Regions from separate parts of the Anser cygnoides genome. Here region 2 is linked to region 1. Evidence: chromatin contacts called from public Hi-C data. All regions are on one chromosome and are shown on one strand. Each heading gives the region's core, a stretch centred on a gene start, on an enhancer-like site or on the middle of the called end of the contact. The rest is flanking DNA. Distances are from core to core; before and after follow the strand shown. Region 1 holds the start of ARRDC4 (arrestin domain containing 4). Region 2 holds the start of NR2F2 (nuclear receptor subfamily 2 group F member 2).

Region 1 (3,439 bases), core at 803-3,302:
TTCTGTGGTGTGATTTCAATGAAAAAAAATCAAGGAAGCACTGAGACCTTGAGTTTCAGTTCAGGATGCTGGCCAATTTCTAATCCAAAATGGCTTCTGGAAAGCATTATGTTTCTTTTTCTTTTTAACAGGACTGTGATAAAGGAAGTGATTTAGGGAAGTGATTGTCCCTCTGTACTCGGCACTGGTGAGACCGCACTTCGAGTACTACGTTCAGTGCTCATTGTGGGCACCCCACTACAAGGAAGATACTGGTTTGCTGGGACGCATTTGAGAAGAGCGGTGAAACTGGAGAAGGGACTAGAAAACAAGACATATGAGGAACGGCTGCTGGAACTGGGGCTGCTGAGTCTGAAGAGGAGGCTGACGGGAGACTTCATCGCTCTCTACCTGTAACCCCCTGAACGGGAGGTTACAGCAAGGTGGGTGTTGGTCTCTTTTCTCAGAGAAAGAGTGATAGGATATGAGGAAATTGCCCCAAGTTGTGCCGGGACTGGTTATCACAAAGAATTTCTTCAGAGAAAGGTTGGTCAGGCACTGAAATCAGCTGCCCAGGGAAGCGACAGAGTCGCCATCCCTAGCGGTATTTAAGAGAAGCACGGATTTGGCACCTAGGGAAATGGTTTAGCTGGGGACTTGGTTGTGCCACATTGATGGCTGTACTTGATGATATTTAGGGTCTTTTCCAACCGAAATGATCCTATAATTCTATGACAGCAGCTGATCTACTTATTCAGTTAACAACTCAGCTACCTTCTGTACTAAAAAGCTGCAATTTAAGGCCAGCATTACTATTTTTATTACTAATATACATAATCATAATACATTTTTAGAGGGCCTACTGTAGTGGAGATTTAAGGCCTAACAGTTACTTCTCCTACAGATAAGCGTGAGAAGTATTTCACCATTACATGATGAAATGCCATTTTTCCTTTAATTCTTCAGTACTGCCCTAATGCTGCAGCGTTTGCGTGATTGTTAAAGGTGTTCCTCTTAAGTCATTCCAAAAGCGAGCTGGCTGCTTGCAGAGTCTTTCACTGGTGACTTCAGGTGCTGCTTACAGCACATGAGGCACGCTCAGGTGCCTAAGGTAATTTGTGAAGAGCTAACCCCTGCGGGACACATTATGTAGGAGACCAACGTAACAAACCAAGTGAAAACTGCAGGCTGTGTTTCTGGACCTGTGGCTCACGGTGCAGCAGTCATCAGAGAACAGCTCGGGCTGGATGGGGCCTCCAAGCCCCCGCCATGGGCAGGGACACCACCCACTAGCTCAGGGCCTCACGTAACCTGCTGCCGACCACCTCCAGGGATGGGGCACCCACAGCTTCTCTGGGCAGCCTGTCCCAGCGCCTGACCACCCACAGAGCGAAGGATTTCCTCCTCACCTCTAACCTAAACCTCTCCCCTTTTACCTTAAAACCCCTCCCTCGCCCTGCCATCCCGCCTGCCCAAACCACCCTGCCCGAGCCTAAGGACTCGACCAAACCGGGCCGAGCCCTCTCCTCGCGTACACTGCGGGCTGCGGCCGCCCCGGGGGCTGCTCCCCGCACCTCTGTGCCCCCCCCCCAGCCGCCTCCCGGCCCCCCCAGGGGGCAGAGCTCCCCCCTCACCCCCTCTCCCGCCCCCCAATCCCCTCACCTCCGCGCGGCTCCCGCAGCAGGCTCTGCCGGACGTCCAGGTACCGCACCTCCGCCTCCCTTCGCGGCCCCACCGGCCCCGCCGCCGCCCCGCAGGCTCCCCCGGGGGCCGCTCCTCCTCCTCCGCCGCCGCCCGCCGCCGCCTCGCCCCACGCCACCCGGGCCCGGCCCGCGGCCTCCAGGCGCAGCCCGCGGAGCGCCAGCGGCCCCGCCAGCTCCAGCAGCACCCGGCCGCGCACCGTGTCCCCGCTGCAGTAGCCGCCGCCGCCCGGCCGCGCCTCGTCCTGCAGCACCAGGGCCAGCGCCCGCACCGCCCCGCCGCCGGGCCCGCAGCCGGCCGCCGCCATCTTGGCGCCCCGGCTCCCCCCCGGGCAGGCCGCGGCCGCCGCCGTCGGTGCCTTTAAAACCCGCCCGGCTCCGCCGGAGCCCGCAGCGCCGAGCCCCGCCCCTGCCGCCCGGCTCCGATTGGTCGCCCCGCGGCTCCCCGCCTCGCCGTTCGCTCGCCCCCCGCTTGGTTTCGGCGGAGGGGCGCGCGTCACGCGGCGTGATCGCCGCCCTCCAGCCAATGGGGTGGGGGGAGGAGGCGCGTGGACAGAGCGCCGATTGGCGGGGAGGCTGCAGGGCAGCGGAGGGGAGGCCAATGGCGGGGCGAGGCCGCCACGTGCGCGGCCCGTGGGTAAACAGGCGGGGAGGGGCCGGGACAGGCCGCGGGGAGGGGTGAGGGCGGGCGCGGGGTAGGGCCTCCTGGGCGGGGGGGGGGCTGGGTGAGGGGTGAGGGTTGGGGACTGGGGACAGGGGAATGGGGATAGGGGAATGGGGATAGGGGAATGGGGGTGGAGGCTGGAGATTGGGGGCTGGGGACAGGGGCTTGGGGTTGAGGACTAGGGAATGGAGGCTGGGGGCTGGAGGCCTGAGGGAGGCCCAAGGCCATCAGCGGGCCTCCGTTCCTGTCAGCAGGGCCAGGGGCAGGAGCTCGGGGCAGGCGTTGCGTTGCCATCAGGCTCAGCCTCGCCCCGCGGGCGGTGGGACTCACGGAATACAAAATAAAGCAAAGATTGGCGGCGTGGTGGTACCCCCTCAGTTTACCTCAGGGAGGCTGTGCCCTGCCCTCGCTGTACACGCACCTGCTGGATTCCCTCCGCTCCGTCACCAGCGGGTGCCCCACTGGGGAGCTCGTGCCTTCCGGGTGCGAAGCGGCCATGTAGGGCCGCGTGCCGCTAGGCCTCAGCAGCACGGCCGAAGCCTTTCCGTACAAACTCTGCAGGTCATACTTGACAAATCAGCCCACAAGCATAAAAGCAAGGTTGGTTATTCCCAATTCTTAGCAGTACAAATTTAGGAAAGCCCCCGGCGCCTGTAGGAAGAGCGGGAAGGCTGTCTGTGTCCATAGGGGAACAGGGCAGGACCCAGCAGCCTGGTGGCCGTGCGGCTCTGAGCCATGGCCAGCCTGATACGCGTTACAAAACCAAACGGTGCGCCTGCACCAGAGGGTTGCTGAAGTTAATTTTGTTTAGGAAGTGTCACACTTTGTCATCGCCTGAGTCTGCAGCAGGGCCTCTCCCTGAAGGTGTGTGCGGGGAACGACCTGCTGCGTTCCCCTCGCTGACAGGAGGCATTGCCCTGCCCGAGTCACCCGCGTGCCCGACGCTTCCAGCAGCTGCTGCTTCCTGCATTTTTCTATCCCTCGTGAGCACTGGAAAGGAGCAGCCTGGTGCTTCCCTGCTGACTCAGGTAATTACCGGAATTAGTAAAAAATGGCTTCCACACTCAGAGCCTCGGCTTTTAACTACCTGACGTGA
Region 2 (3,531 bases), core at 984-3,483, 660 kb after region 1:
TGCTAAAATAGAGTTGGGGATAGAGCCGGTGTAAATCTTTGGGTTTTAAAAAAGAGGAGGAAGGAGGGGGAAGCTGCTTTCCCGGCAGAAAGCTGCCTAACAGTCCTCTAATTCTTTCTAGATTAAATCGCAATATGAATACAGCATCGAACAAATAGCGAGTTTCGCTCTGAACTCAGTGGAAAGCAGTTACGTCTAACAGAATTCAATGAATTCCTCTTCTCCCTCAATGTAGTATGTGTGTGTTTTTCTCTTCCACCACACTGAAGTTCCATGAATAGGGAAAGTGGCTCCTATTGTGTGCCTCTGAACTTCCAAGTCAATGCAATTTTTAACCACTGGCTTGTGGTACTTTGAAAATCACCAGGGGCTGTCAGAGTTGGGTCCTCTGAAAAATTTACAGTGCTAAATCAGAGCATATGCTGTGAGAGAGGAAAAAAAATTGCTTAAGATTGGAGCAAGTACAGTATCTGGCTGCCCCCTAGTGTAAGTCTCTTATCTGCCTAAAATTCAACTTTAAAAGAAAAGGATCTCTTAAAGGGAAACGACTTTTGGCTCACGTATGCATACGAGAATGAAACTTCTGTACATTTTAATCTGATTAATTCCTAAGGATTTAAAATTAATTGGCTTGGGCACTCCTAGACCGGACTATAAGATTTCTGCAGCAGGGTTTCTGCGAGCCCTGGACCGAATAGGTATTTTTAAGGCATAGTGGTAAGGAATAGGGGGGGTGGGGGGGAAAGAGAGAGAGATCCTGTTTTGTGATTTTTTTTTTTTTAAACGAGGAACCGTGCCTCGCACGCTGTTGTCAGAGCAAAACACTTTTGCTGCCTTAAGTCAGACCTGCGCCTTTTGCAATAATACAGGATAAATAATTGCCTTAAAGCCTGAGCCGCGCTGCCAACCACACCTTCGGCGGGTGAGTATATTCCGGCTTCTTTCCATTGTACGTGCTCTACCAGGGAAGCGACCGGAGGGGGAGAGGGGATCTCAGCACCAGACCTTCCCCACCGACCTTTTTTTTTTTTGTTTGTTTAATTATTATTATTTTTGCTACCTAAAACTGCGGCCGCAGCCGGCGGCGCTGGGCAGGTGCCGCCTGCGCCCCCCAGGTCCGAGCCGTGTCCCCCCCCCCACCTCCTGCGTCCCCCTGCCCGGCCCGGCTCGGCTCGGCTCGGCCCGACATGGCCCGGCTCTGCTTGGCCCGGCTCGGCTCGGTTTGGCCCGGCCCGGCCCGGCTCGGCTCGGCTCGGCTCGGATCTCTGCCGCCGCTCCCCGCAGCCCCGGCCCCGGGCTCCGCGTCCCGGGCGCCGCTTTGGAAATGACTTTGAGGCGCTTTCCTGCCTCGGACCTGGAAGCCGGATTCCGGTCGTTGGGTTTCGCTCGCTTGTTTGTTTGTTTGCTGCTTGCTTTATTTAGCTAAAGGACGTGCTAGCTGCTGGTGCTGCAATTCCACCGAGTCGGGTCTCCCCCCCCTCCCCTCTTCCCCTCCTTAGAGCAACCCACGTAACCTTAGAAACGATCGTTTAAGACGCACGTTAGCTAACATTTGCTTTTTTGGATTTTTTGTTTTCCTTAAAAGAGAAACACAAGAATCACAACACATTGCCCGAAAAAAAAAAAGTGTCAAAGAAGAAGAAAAAAAACTATAAGTAAACATACCAAAACCATATTTGCCTTGTTCAAGGTCCCAAATCGCTTGCATCTTCCTTTTTCTACCTCTCCTTTAGTTTGGCAGGTGAAACAAACAAACAAAAAAAAAATAATCAGACCGCTGTTTGCCCCCCAGAAAGATGTGCGTTGGGTAATTAAAGAGAAGTCTCCTTCTTGGTGTTTATCTAAGCGATTGTGCAAACTGATTAAAAAAAAAAAAAAAGTAAAGTTACAGCCTTCAGGGGGGAAAAAAAAAGGAGGCAAGGTGAAGGGAATAGATTTCCCACAACCTAAAGGGAAGTGCTTTCGATGTATTATTAGCGATCAGCCTTGGGAGAGAGGAAAAAAAAAATCCTGAACACACTCTAACTTTACACAGACAAGATTTCAGGGGGGGCTTTGTACATAGCTGCTTAGGAATGTGCGCCTCGCCTTTAAGAAAAAATCCCCAAGCCCAAGGTAGGAGATGTCTTTGAGTGATCCTTGTCTCTCATTTCATTCCTTAGAAGGAAGAGCGTCTCGCTACACCTTGTTTGGAGCTGGAAAGGCGAGACTTAAAAAAAAAAAAAAAATCACAACCCACCCTTCCAATTGGGGAGAAAAAAAAAATAAAGGGGGAAAAAAATAAGAGGGAAATCTCCTAACTTAATGACTGTGGGGGTAGGATGGATGCGACCGATTTCAGCCCCCCCTTTCCCACCTCCCCCCTCTTGGGCAGGGAGAGAAAGGAAAAAAAAAAAAAAAAAAGCCAACCGCAAACAACTACAGGCTGAACTATCAACACATGCACCGAAGGGGAAAAAATATATAGTGTCCTGTGTAGGGTCGGCAGGGAACGCAAGCACACGCTACAGCAAGTTGGGAAAGAATCCGAGCTAATCAGCAATCTCTTTCTCTCTCTCTCCCTTTCTCTTCCTCTCCCCCCCCCCCCCCCCCCCCCCTTCACTGCCCCTGAGATCCCAGCTAGAAAGAGGTACTCCACATTTTTTCATTACCAAAAATCCGTTGCAATAATCATTTGTTGCTAATTGAAACCCTTGGAGACATTTTCCCCACCCCCTTCACAAACATGGCAACTTTTAGGCATGGCAAGCACGTTTGTTTTATTTTATTAAAAAAAAAAAAATACTGTTCGGGGGAGGCTGGAGCCCTCAGCCACGAGGAATATCAACTCGTCAGCCCCCTTCCCCAGGGGGGGAAACGGGACCCCAGTACAGTGAGGGCTTGGGAAAATTTGGAATACATTATACCGCCTTTGGCAGGAGAATACTCTCCAACTAATGGATTCCTGCTCCTTTTTGTGTGTGTGTGCGTGTATCAGTGTGTGGGGTTTCTGGAAAGAGGGGTGGTGGTCGTGGTGGTGGGGAGCCGAGCTTTTATTTTCAGAAACTGTTATGGTGAGAAGTGTGTCATACTTGACAAATGGAACAAACGCTCTTCCATTTCTTGCTTGTCCTTGCCTTAAAACAGGAATTAAGTTAACCACAGTGCTGCATGTTAATTGCATGTTTACTGGGCTAATGAAAATTACAATGGGGTTTTGCCACCAAGAACAGGGATGAAAAAGTATGGAGGCAATTGTCACCGCAGCCCTCGGGGAGGGCCGGGGCCGGGGCGGGGACGGCAGGGGGGGGGCGGCCACGACCGGTATCGATCAGAGGAAGGAGAAATCCTATAACTGCCCCTTACGACCACGCACAGGGGCTCCGCAAGTTCCCACTCCTGCCAAGTCCATCCAGCACCTGGAAGATGGAGACGGGTCCCACTTGAATGAATTTTTCCTATCGCCAAGGGGGTGCTGGCATCTGGGGGGGGGGTCCTTCCCCTGCCCTCCTCGCCCCCCAGCTCCACGATGTGCCCCCCTCCTGGCAGGGG

The links. A called contact is a pair of places that touch in the nucleus more often than the background predicts.
Region 2: a Hi-C map of liver shows a contact between it and region 1, with 2.4 times the contacts expected there. The contact joins the promoter of NR2F2 here to the promoter of ARRDC4 in region 1. A contact is called at or near these places in 2 of 7 Hi-C or Micro-C datasets (both in liver).

What each region holds. Positions count from the first base shown.
Region 1 is chr11:4,631,722-4,635,160 of Taihu_goose_T2T_genome, forward strand. ARRDC4 (arrestin domain containing 4) reads right to left here and starts at 2,053. Exons shown (of 8, transcript XM_048076325.2): 1 at 1,642-2,053. The coding sequence starts at 1,987. It overlaps LOC106036443 (protein FAM169B), which reads left to right. Exons shown (of 34, transcript XM_067003776.1): 30 at 132-422; 31 at 3,155-3,371.
Region 2 is chr11:5,293,416-5,296,946 of Taihu_goose_T2T_genome, forward strand. NR2F2 (nuclear receptor subfamily 2 group F member 2) reads right to left here and starts at 2,234. Exons shown (of 3, transcript XM_013181900.3): 1 at 1,666-2,234. The coding sequence starts at 1,708. It overlaps LOC106036475 (a long non-coding RNA gene), which reads left to right. Exons shown (of 8, transcript XR_010834080.1): 2 at 1-922.